3 separate regions of the Zea mays genome follow, and all the other regions are linked to region 3. Evidence: chromatin contacts called from public Hi-C data. All regions are on one chromosome and are shown on one strand. The core of a region is the stretch at or near the end of the contact, and the rest is flanking DNA. Distances in the headings are between cores, read along the strand shown. Region 1 holds the start of LOC100384402 (P-loop containing nucleoside triphosphate hydrolase superfamily protein). Region 2 holds the start of LOC103641962 (calcium-binding protein PBP1). Region 3 holds the start of LOC732746 (beta-1,2-xylosyltransferase).

Region 1 (4,291 bases), core at 707-3,206, 220 kb after region 3:
ATTGCACTTCTGACCCGATATACCAAATATTTGAGAATTATTTCCAGAGAGAGAAAGATCCCGAAAAAACCGGTCACCCGACGCCGCAGGGACAGAAGAGCCATTAATGCCGGGGGCAGAATCCTGTCCAAAATTCTCCGGGCACTGTTCCAAAATCTTCTTGGGCCTCCAAACCAACATCCGCGGGGCCCATGGGGGAACGTGAGGGGTCTCTGGCTTAGACCGAAATCCTGAGCGAACCATGCGGCCAACTCTGCGATTTGAATAATTTTGAAAATGCGGACGATTACGGACAGAGCGGCGGGAGAAGGAAATCCGATCAAAAACCGAACGCCGCTGCATCTGCATCAAACTTTCGGGGGCACGAACAGACCTCTGTCGATGTCCTAAAGGAACCAAATTTGCACCTGTCAGAGCTGGATTACGAGACATATTCACATTCGGGGCCGGAGAAGAACGGCGATGAGAAACCAGTTTCCAGGAATTGGATTCCTCCGCAGAATAACGTTGCCACTCAATAAACTAATTAGGGCCGCCAGAATTCCACAGGTGCAGGTACGCCTTGATTACGGAGCAAGAGTAGGAGCGAAGATGATAAACTGCAAAACCAACAACTTTGCAAGAGATCGAAAAGCGAAACACTCGGTCCGCCAACTGAGAAACTCTGAATAAACCAGCCTCGCCACCAACAAACGATTGAAGCAGAAGGCCCACAGAATCCGGGCACAAACGCATGGAGCATCTGCCAAAGGAGACGACCAAAAAGAACTCATGACGATCAAATTTAACCGGGATGGGGTTGATCGGACGGTTAAACTTGTTGAAAATCCAATCCTGAAAGCGGAGACCGTCGGAGAAATCCAAGGACGAAGCAGACGAACCCACCAGGGGGCCCCCATGGCCACGAGCAGGGGGCGCCAAGGGATGGCGCGCCGAAAGACGCCGGGGGCGACCAGCGCTAAGACCACATCGTCTTCAAGGTTAAGAGTTTTTTATAGGAGAAATTTTGAGGACACCGCTGCAGACAATCCTATCCTCTATTTTATTGATCAGACAATGTTACACTTACGTGGACTAAAGGAGCCACACGTAAATCTGGTATTAAAGAACTACACTCTAGCATCTACTCTCTACTACTCCAACCACCCTGAAATATAATGCATCTTTATTCTTTCAAGTAAAAACTGATCTTAATTACATTCGAAGAGGTTTATAAATAAACGTACTAGCATGTATCACATGAAAAGTGGTAGGCTACTTCCTCATCCACAACCTGGTTTCTGATCACCTTGCATCCATGGATACGTTTTCAAGTTCGAACTAGGCTGTGTGTCCCCATAATGGGTACCGAAGATAAGATAACCACTAAGATACGTGCATACACACTGATCTTTATCGAGAAGATGTACCACATGAGGTCTACATATATAAGCATCATTATGAAAATATGGACCGAAAGGATCATCAAAGTCCGTCCGCAGTGGATCGTGATCGTGTATATAATTGTACAAAATATTGTTTTGCATTATAAATTATACGGTAAAGTTTGAAATAGGAGATATTATATAGATTGATGTTATATTTAATACTACATTATTTATAAGATGAAGTTTGAAATATGAGGTGGTATATTGATCGTTGTCGTTGTTATCCATTCAATTCAAAGGGTTACATGTGGTCGAGGTTCCGGACAATGTGGCCAAGAAAATGTCTCACGTTCATATGTAAACTTTGCACACTTCATCACTGACTGATGTAGGTGACGACCGATGAACTGTTCCGATCGCTTCGCGCGTCATCGCGCTCCGTTTTGTGGTTTTGCTTTTGCCCCCATCCCGTCAGCCACGACCACGTAAGGACAAACGCGAACGGAACCCTCCCCAGCAGATGAGCGGAGTAGGTGGGCGGGGTTCTCCTCCACTCCCGCTCCAGCTTTCTCTGGCCCGATCGATGCTACATTCCCGCGGCGAGCCGCTCGCCTTCCTCCGCGGGCCTTGGGCTACCCAACCCATCGCCGAGCCGCCTCGCGCGGTCCCCCCTCCATCTTTGCCCGGCTCTCTCGCCTCGGAGGACGGACAGAGAAAGAGAGGATGAGAAGGGACTCCTCGACCCGCGTCCCGCGCTCGGGCTATTGGACCGAGGGGTTGCGGTGGATTTGGAGCGCGGGGTGGACTCGTCGCTGATGGTATTCTCCGATGCAAGAGGCAGGGAGAGAGCGGGACAGGGCGGCGGCGGCGGCGGATCTCGGAGGCGTCGCCGCTAGCGTCAGGCCAACGGTATCTCTGCCCCCCGCTGTCGGTCTTCTGTTTCCCCGTCGTTGTTTGTGGTTAGGAGACCATTACCAGCTAGCAGTAGCCACCCGCGCTAGCATCCTGCTAATTGTTCTAACGAGACGCGCGAAAGGATCTCAAGAATTACTTTGCCGTTCCATGTTCCTGTTGATTTATCTGCCTGAATTAGAAACGAGACCAAATTTGATTGCTGTGAGCGAATCCCCAAATGATAATTCATTGTCCCTTCACGTGGCATTTCATGAAATGTCAGTGTCCTTTTTTTTTCAATTGCAGGATACAGCAGCTGTAAGCACAAAGCCGGCAAAGCGATACCCACTGGCCTTATGGATAGGCATATTGGGCCTGATAATGTTAGTCGCTGTGTACATCTTCTCGTTGTCTCTAAAGCAAAATGGGATGCTTTTCGGGCTGATGCAGACAAATTTGATAGAAAAGGAAAGGGAGAAGCCTTGTCATGATCCCAGTATTCCAGACACAGAAATCCCTTACTTGCACTACCCGATGCCAAATACTTATGATAGGTAATGAAGATATATACTGGGTCATGTGATTTTCCTTTTTCTATTTATTTCCAGGTTAGTGTCTGACTTGCATGTTCTTTGTCTGTTAGGAAAGAATGTGCGTGCACAGGGGTTAGGTTCTTTGCTATCTTGTCAATGCAGAGGTCCGGGAGTGGATGGGTTGAGACGTTGTTGAATAGCCATCCTAATATTAGCTCCAATGGAGAGATCTTCTCTGTCAAAGAAAGACGCAGCAATATCACCGCGATCACGAAAACACTGGACAGATTGTACAATCTGGATTGGTATAGCAGTGCTGCTAAGAACGAATGTACGGCTGCCGTGGGGCTGAAATGGATGCTCAATCAGGTAATTCTTGTATTCATCACACTCGCAGGTGGAGCAAAAACTTGCTCACGTGATAATTTGATTTCACAGAACATTTTTCATCTTGGTTATTTATACTCTAAAACCATTCTTCGAGAATAGTTTTATATTGTGGAACAAATTGTATTTACTGTTACATTTTTCCTTTTTGAAACTTAATCGAATATACCATGATTATCTTGCAATTCCAACATAGTTCCGTTTCTTATAACATACCTGTGTGTTTCCTTAAGTGGAACTTTGTTTGATTACTTATGGACTATCTGAAAACCGAGGAAATAAGACTATCAAGTTTTGATGCACTGTCTCCATCAAGATTGCCAATTTTATTTACATGGAAAATTGCTTGCCTGCAAGTGTTAAACGATCTGTTAAAATACTATAGGGAGCGGAGCTAAACTAAATAAACAATGATTTTATCATCTCTCCATCATTACCCCCCCCCCCCCCTCCGGTTTCAAAACTTGTTTGCTTGAACTTTACACAGATGATTGTTGTACTGAAGGTGTTTATTCTAGATAATGGGTACTGATAGATACGACCCTTTGTGTTCTATAGAAACTTCTGCCACAAAGTTATAGATCAGGTTGAAGGACTCATTATCTAGGGTGATTCTTGGTATATATGCTTATTTCAAAAGATCTACTGATTTCATGATTTGCACATAGAACTATTCTTTGTATCACGATTGTTTGTGCGGCTAATTTCCAAAGATATATTCAGCTTCCTTGATCTGTTTTATCTAGTGATATGCTTATTCTAGTGAAAATTATAGGGTCTAATGAAGCACCATCAAGAGATAGTTGAATACTTCAACCGAAGGGGTGTTTCCGCAATTTTTCTACTAAGAAGAAATCTTCTTCGGCGTTACGTCTCTATATTAGCAAATGCTCATGATAGTGCCATGAAACAGTTGAATGGAACTCATAAAGCTCATGTGCACTCCAAACATGAGGTGCACATCTTTCCCTTATGTTCCAGAACTAAGTCAGATTTTATTTAAGCATGCATATTTTGCTATCATAAGTATATTAAACATATATGACTGCAACTTCTATCTGCTAAAATGGTGCAGATGTGTGTCGAGTAAAAGAAAATCCTGTTGATCCT
Region 2 (4,175 bases), core at 1,412-3,911, 160 kb after region 3:
CTAGCCCATCTGCAGTGGATCACAAGTTTGTTTCTTGACCTTGCAGTCTTAGCACGTTGATCCATTAATGCATTCTTTGTGTAATTTTGATTGCTTTCAAGTATGAATGGAAAGGGCAGGCCCGATGTAGTGGTGAGAGTTGTCTCACCGAGTCACCAGTTCGCGGGTTCGAAGTAGCCTCTCTGCATTTGTGGGGGAAAGGCTTGCCTCGGTTTATCTCTTCCTCAGAGCCCACTCATGTGGAGCTTATGGCACTGGGCTGGGTCTGTCTTTTTTTTCAAGTATGAATGGTAGGAATAGAGCAAATTAGAAAACCAATCGAGCATACGTGTAGGATGTTTGATAGAGCAATTTTTGTTTAGATTTGAGTCATTTTGACATTCTTTACAAGTCCCAACTTGCTTGGGACTAAGAACCTTTGTTGTCTCCCCCTGTGTCAACCAGGCAACCCTAAATTAGGTACTCCAAACATTCTGTAATTTGCCAAATAGTGGCACTGGATAATAGGTCTTTAGAAGAGACTACACTTGCTTGAATCAACAAACTGAAATGTAGAAAGTTTGGCTAACTACTGATATTAGTTGATTGCAACAATGCATAGAATAAAATTTGATCTTCAGTATGTTTAACTGTTTTTTTGCTTTATAGTTTGGTTATTTGAACTTTTGTTATATAGTTTTTGCTGCATGGGGTAGTCGGTGATTATGATTGTATACATTGAACAGGTTAGCAATGCAAGAGGATGAGTTTCACAAATTAGCAGATGAGACGATTCATGATTTGCTTGAAAAACTTGAGGTATTGAATCCTCTTTGTTATGGCCTTCAGATATCTCGAACAACATGTTAAGTCATCATACCTCTGACTAATTCTATTCTTCATGTATTTTTTTAGGAGTATGGTGACTCCATTCAGATGGATGGTTTCGACATAGAGTACGGGGTTAGTTGTAACACGTGACGTAGAATCATGCAATCTTTGCCAGTATGTGTTTTCTTTTTTGTGTATTTGATTATTGATGTGTCCTTTTTTTTTCCTTGGGCATTTTAGAATCAGGTTTTGACATTAAGGCTTGGGGATTTGGGGACATATGTTATAAACAAGCAAACTCCAAACAAACAAATTTGGCTATCTTCTCCTGTGAGGTACAGTAATGCATCTTAGTGTATCAGTTGTTGTTTGTTTCATTATATGTAATAGACACCTGAACTTGATTCCAATCGTCTTGTCTGCCATGCTATATTATCCTCCTTTCTCAAGGTAGATGCATATTGTATTACACTATTAGTTAATTTTACTAGTATCGTGAACCTGTCACTGTGTAAGGACTTGGGAGTACTCAGTAGATGTCATTTTTCGAATATTGTATATGTCCACCCTCTGTGATTTGTGGTTCAGTTTATTCGATATGGTTATTTGCCTTATGATGTTGTTGCGAAACTTAATCATTCTTTGGTTTCCATTTTCCAATCAAATAGACTCATGTGTGGGTATGTTGTACAATACCCAAGAGCGCTTTGCAGAACTTGTATGCCATTTTCATCTTATATAAAGGTACTATCCGGATATGCAGTGGGCCTTCTAGGTTTGATTGGGATGCAACAGCTAATGGTTGGATATACAAGAGGACTGGAGTGAACCTTGTGCGGCTTCTGGAGAAGGAGATTGGTGAGCTCTGTGGTACTCCAGTAGAACTTTAGTAACAGTACTGGAAATGCCACACAGCTAGGTTGTATGGAGAGCAGTGCTCTGAATGTCGAAGTGTAGTACACAAAACTTTTTTTTTGTTCTACACATTTGCACATGGTTTGGAATAAATAACTTCCCCTCTCTGGTAGCGGGGAACAGTATTATTCGGAAATGGTGGGAGTATTTTTCAGCTTTTGTAAGTACCGAATTCCGATCACTGTCAGCCTGTCAGACTACATTAGTGTTTCTGGATGCAATATCACATTGCAAGATGACCAGATATCACACTATATTCTGTTGTGCCAAGCAACAAGGATCAAATCACATCAATGCTGAAACATCATGTATGCCTCTTCTTCCATCAGGTCAGGGCTCAATCTGACCATGAGGATGCAGAACTCCATCTGATCCAGTGCCCCGTCCTCGTCCAGGTCGCCTTCTTTCATCATCTCCAGGAGCTCATCATCCTGGAGCTGGCCAAGCCCGAGCCTGGCCGCGCTCTGCTTCAAGCTCCAGATGGTGATCTTTCCTGCCCTGGGCTCCATGAGCAGCTGGAACCCCTTGCAGAGCTCCTGGATCAGGCCCTCCACGCCCAGCTTCCTCGCCATCAGTGGCAGGAAGTCCTGAAACTGCACGGAGGAGCCCTTGTCGGATTCCATGCTGGAGTTATCCCGCCCGCGAAGTCGTGATGAGGATTGAAGATCAGGGCAATGGTTGGCAAAAGTTATGCGTGCGTGGGTAACGAAGGAGGCTGGTGTTTATTTATAGCAGCAGGGGAGGAGGAAGTTCTTGGAATCGGGAGCAGTTCGTTTCTGCGAAGTAGCTGGCTGGTTGCTTGGACATGTCTATCTGGCTTCTTCCCTTTCTTTTTTACCACATAAAGACTCGTTCGGTTAGCTCTCAATCCATATAGATTAAGTGAGATTGAGTATGTTTAAATTCCAAACAAGTCAAACTTCTTCTTAATTTTTTTCAATCCTATCTAATCCATGGTAACGGGATAACCGAACAAGGCCTAAGAAAAATGGATGGATAAGGGTAGTGATTGGAAATGCTTGCTTGTATGTATGAACACAAGCAGGATCAAGGTGGAGTTGATAAATGAGCAAGAACCTGACCACACAAGAAAATAGAAGCAGGTGGCTGATGATATACTAGTTGACAAATGGGCAAGGTGGTAAGAAAATGGGAGCATCCGTGCTGCGGTTGCTGTGTCGTACCGTATGACTGCCAAAACAGACAGGAGACTAGCTATCTCCGCAGATCCACTATTCCGTCCACTATCATATCTCATACTAGCTGGATGCCCGTGCGTTGCAACAGAAATATATAATACCAGTATACTACGATAACTTATATACAAAATCTGTGTTATATTGTTATGAGAAAATGTTTCATAATCAATTTGTGATCCTAGCCATACATAAATTTTGTTATTTTAATCTAGTTATTTCACCACTACATTGCAACCATCAGTATCATACAGACTTCGATATATGCCACGATTTGTATGGTCTCATCATTGGAGAGCACGAGCACGTTCCACACATGCCGGAAAAATTCCCTCGTACATCGTTAGTCATCAGACACGTACCACCATATGCTCTTGCTTAAACAAAAAGGTAAGTGCGTATGTGTTCGCGAAGAGAATTAAAGGCAGGCCGGCACAAAAGCTACCCTGACGGTGGCGAGAATGACGAACTGGTCACTGTTGTCGATCCTCCTCTGTGTCACCTCCGGCGTCAAGATGACGCCACAATCCTCGATATAGTAGTTGTCGAACGCACGTGACATGACGAGTACCGATGACTCTTAGTTCGGTTGCCAAACGAAGTGCACCCCGTGCTCATCAGCGAGGTAGTACCCCTGGCCGTTGCACCACCGAATGCGCTATTCCACTACATACATCATGTTCGAGGACACTCACACAACGTTAGCAACGTCCATCGTCCCAGCGCACAAGAATTCATGTCCGGCCAGTAGCGACTTACGTGGCAGGTTAGGCTTCAGGTGGACGATGAGCTGGACGGCGTGATGGCGTCGTCGTCGGATGCGGTGTCTAGAACAACCCGAGAGTCGTCAACGTTGGCGACAACCATGAGGCCCCCCTGCTTAACGATGAACAGCGCGGTGCAGCTGCTCTGGACCGCGTCCAAGCGGCGGCTTCGCGGGAGCTTGTCATACACAGCGGCGCATGCGACCACGTAAGACTGCTTTTAGAGGTCGAACTGACAGTCGTCAAACTTCTTCTCGTCATCGATGAGCGACGACAACGCGAATGCCTCCTGCTCATGGAGTTTGTTCGGGGTTTGAAGTAGGAAACATGGATTCATGCTTGGCGTTGGTTTATGAAAATGACTCACAAGTCTGATCCATGGGAAAAAATATTACGAAGAAAAAATTTCACACATGCAAAAAAGGGAATTTAAGTATGATGCATTATTCAAACAAAAGAAATAGCATGCAAAGCTCTTCTTTAAATAATA
Region 3 (3,986 bases), core at 1,159-3,658:
CGCTCATAAAAAGCTTTCCACCCAGCGTGTTTAGACAATATGTAGCGGACATGGATAAAATGAAAGCTTATGATTTTGGATAAAGGGGCTATAGAACAACCATAGAGAAAGTTACTCTATTTTAAGGCAGGTGGGCATGTTATAATGAATGAGTTTAATGTCATATAGTTGGTTCCGTAATGAATTCGTCTTGATATGTAAAATTGCTAAAGGGTGGAACATAAAAAGATTAAAGAATAAGAAAATCGAGAACTAAGGGGAGAATGTTGGGATTGTTCTCTAGCTCGATCAAGATCACATAGTATGAGTCTATCCTATCCGCACCCTAATTGGTGGCATGACTCTATCATTGGTCAAAGCCCTCGATCATAAGCACTATATTATTCGCGACTAGGGATACACACGAGAGCCAAAGCTTCATGCTCCTAAAATCCTAGCTGCCTCAAACCACATGACCCAATCTTTCTTTTAGCGCCTGATTGACCAGAAATGCCCAACGATCGATGGTGACAGTGAACCCTAACGATTTCTCCTCGTCAGCCACTAAGACACCAAGCGCCTAACCCTACAAGGAGGAGAAAGACCAGAGGGGACTTTGGACACTGGCCCGCAAACTCTGGACATCTCTACAACCCTGAGCTTGTAATTCACCTCGACCTCAAAGGTACGATTGCTCTTTCTCTTCACCTTGTTACCGTCTCAATTACTCTAGTTATACACTTATTCGATCATAAGTAAAGTTTTGGAGGCTGGCTAGAGGGATTAGGTGTGTTACCGAGTAAAGTAAAGGATTATATATTAAGTTCTCCCGTCATACATAAATTCTACCATATGTGTTTGTTCAGGCTTCAGCCATGCAAACAAATGAAAATTATTTGTTTTTCCTATTCTAAAGCAAGAAGCAGAAAAACTCTATGCAACTTGATAAAAAACACATTGTGGACCAGTGTTAGCACTAACACACGAACTAGAGTCACTATAGGAAATAGATAAATCTATGCCGGCTAAACTTGTTTATGTCGATTCATAATAAAAACCAACATAAATAAGTTATTTTATGTCGGCTATAACTTAACCGACATAAATAATTAATTATTTATATATAAAGTTCATGCGTAAATAAAATTATTTACGTAGGTGGAAAGAAATCGATGTAGATTAGGCTTTGAGTTACATTTGTTGTTATAACTGACGTATATTAGTCATAAACCCTTTTCTAACTATTCCCTCACTTCTACGCCACTTCTGCTTTTCTTGTCATTTTGTCGTAGCAGGTGTTGCATGCTCGCCCCCTCCACCCATAGCCATCTCCTTGCCGCGCCCACCACCGTCTTCTCGTCGCCGCCCCCTGCTCGCCACCACCGTTCGGTCGCTCTCGTCTCAGTCGCCTCTGCCTGCTCACCCCCACACGTGTTCGCATCCACCGGATTCTATTGGCCACGCTGGTTGCAGATTGTAGCACACACAAGTGAAAGGTAGGTAACACATCGGACACAAGGTGAAACACCACTGACTTTCTCCTTCCCTCCTCTCTATTACTCTTCCTAATTCTGATGGTGATGGTTAAAAGAACCGACATAAATAAGATAATGTTATTTATGTCGGTTAGGCAACAACCGACGTAAATAAGACACCGTCATTACGTCAGCCATACAACAACCAACGTAAATAAGTAATTTACGCTTGCCGATTGTAGCCGACGTAAATAAGTCTATTTACAACGCTTTATTAGTTATGGCCTGTAACCAATGTAAATAAAAATAAAAATCAATATAAATAACTATTTATGATGGTTTACCTTATTTATGATGGTTTTTAGCCATAGATTAGTTAGATTCGGGTAGTGTGTGACTCACCGGCATCTCGTCGCCTAGGATACTAGTTATTAACGACCAATGTGGGGCTCAGACAGGGGCAGAGAGGCCATTATGGCTAAGAATAATCTAAATCACACCTAACTAAGAAAGCATTTACTTGAGAAAGATGATAATGGTTACAAATCTTATAATTTATAACTCACATTTCAAATATTAAAAAGGCATTTCAGAAGAAGGATAGATAAATACAATTACCTAGATCTCCAAGACTTATATAGCAAAATTATTTGTATTATATATTATCGTACATGTTTCTTAGAAATTTATTCATGTTTTAGACAATATTCCCTTCTATATATATATATGTTGTATATTTTTATTCTATAATTTAAATGGTTGTGTGTTAAATATTATAAGGTATAGAGTTATATCTAAATTTTTCTAGGTCATCCGCCACTGTACTCAAACAACAGAGAATTTTAGAGATGGTCGGCCGGCACCGGCACTGATTGAGTCGCACCTTGGCCATGTCAGGCACGCCGCGCTGCAATTGCTGCCTGCATAGCTCATCTCGCCAATTGCGAGCACCATGTCCCGCCTCGGTCGTCCAGCGGATGCCAGTCATCCCACCCCAACTACAACGTGACGATTCCACCGGCGGCCTCCGGCCGCCTCGGCGAGATCGCCGACGTCTCCCTCGTTGCAGGGGAGAAGACGAGGAGTGAGGGTCAGGGACAGAGCATGTGGACCGTCCATAGTACAACGACTTGACACGACAACCGTCCGATCCGACCAACCAAACACACCGGCTACTTTCCCCGCCGCGATCTGGGCATGCCCAGTGTCCCTCGCGGCGACACCCCTCGATCTGCGCGAGAGTGCGAGACCACAGCGGCTCGCCGGCGGCGATGATGGCTGGCAGAGCTCATGGCCACAGAAACCGCCTCCGCCGCCTCATCCCGCGGCTCCTCCTCCTCCTCGTCGCCGTCTACGCCGCCTCCTTCGCGATCTACCTCCTCCTCCAGTCCCATTCCCACCACCAGTCGCCGCCGGACCCCACCCCCAGGACTGAAGCCCGTGACGGTGTCCTGGCGCCGTCGTCCTCGCAGAAGCCGTGGCCGCGCCTCCCCTCCTTCCTGCCCTGGGTGTCCAGCGCCGTGCCGCCGCCGCCGCTGCACACCTGCGAGGCCTACTTCGGCAACGGCTTCTCCCGCCGCGTGGACGTCCTGCCCGCGGGCCGCGGCAGCGGCGGCGGCGGCTGGTTCCGGTGCCACCACAGCGAGACGCTGGGAAGCTCGATCTGCGAGGGCGCCAGGGTTCGGCTTGACCCGGCGCTCATCGCGATGTCGCGCGGCGGGGAGCCGCTGGAGCAGGTGATGGGCCGCGCCGAGGAGGAGGAGCTACCCAAGTACGAGCCCGGCGCGCTGCAGGTGGAGGGGCCGGCGGCGGGTATGCCGGTGCCCCTGGTGGACGCAGGGTTCCTCAACGACTACGTACCCACCGGCGGGATCGGGATGCACACTATGAGGGCGCTGCTCGAGTCGACGCGCGTTGTGCCACCCGGTGAGCTGCACTGCTCCCAGGTACTGTTTGCCTTGCTATCTACTAGCAGAGTAGCAGTTGACTTGCTCATTGATGACAAGTGGTTTGTTAATTAATTTCTGAAATCCAGTAATTAGGAAGAGTAGAGTCAGCTCAGTGTTCGAATAGGAGTATTTAATGAAAGTCTGTTTGATCCAGCCCTCATGCTGGATATACTGAGCCATCGTATGGATATTTGTTTGTGTTTTAAGAAGACTACGAGAAGAAATAGGATCTAAGAATGATGTCTGCGTCCAATTTATATCCAAAATAGAACATCGTGGGAGTATAGTACTAGTAGTATATAGACTCTGTTTTTGGTTATTTGGTTTCGTATGAATTTGTTCAATTAATGCTGCAGTTATCTGGTGATTCTATCATATAATTATTTCAGTTACTTTGAATGTGAGTTGATTGCAATGTTCCAGTTTTGTCAGAATAGCTAGATATATATTCTATCTGTATCATTGAACAAAATGAGCGTCCTTGGTCATACCTTTCTGAGACTCAAAAGTGTAGCTTTTTAGGCTCTTATTGGATTAGAGGTTTCTCATGCAATTTTTTATTTATGTTTCTTCTTACATTCCT

What was found. Hi-C and Micro-C count contacts between places; a contact is called where the count stands out from the background.
Region 1: a Hi-C map of ear shows a contact between it and region 3, with 3 times the contacts expected there. The contact joins the promoter of LOC100384402 here to the promoter of LOC732746 in region 3. A contact is called at or near these places in 2 of 25 Hi-C or Micro-C datasets (ear and endosperm).
Region 2: a Hi-C map of ear shows a contact between it and region 3, with 2.3 times the contacts expected there. The contact joins the promoter of LOC103641962 here to the promoter of LOC732746 in region 3. A contact is called at or near these places in 2 of 25 Hi-C or Micro-C datasets (ear and tassel).

The regions. Positions count from the first base shown.
Region 1 is chr1:191,569,880-191,574,170 of Zm-B73-REFERENCE-NAM-5.0, forward strand. LOC100384402 (P-loop containing nucleoside triphosphate hydrolase superfamily protein) reads left to right here and starts at 1,957. Exons shown (of 5, transcript NM_001176944.1): 1 at 1,957-2,815; 2 at 2,910-3,163; 3 at 3,957-4,136. The coding sequence starts at 2,749.
Region 2 is chr1:191,510,444-191,514,618 of Zm-B73-REFERENCE-NAM-5.0, forward strand. It overlaps LOC103641962 (calcium-binding protein PBP1), which reads right to left and starts at 2,662. Exons shown (of 1, transcript XM_008665263.4): 1 at 1,656-2,662. The coding sequence starts at 2,348. The coding sequence ends at 2,016. It overlaps LOC100279847 (frataxin), which reads left to right. Exons shown (of 5, transcript NM_001152800.1): 1 at 1-25; 2 at 726-798; 3 at 895-942; 4 at 1,051-1,145; 5 at 1,574-1,860. The coding sequence ends at 1,700.
Region 3 is chr1:191,353,779-191,357,764 of Zm-B73-REFERENCE-NAM-5.0, forward strand. LOC732746 (beta-1,2-xylosyltransferase) reads left to right here and starts at 2,409. Exons shown (of 3, transcript NM_001112375.2): 1 at 2,409-3,400. The coding sequence starts at 2,726.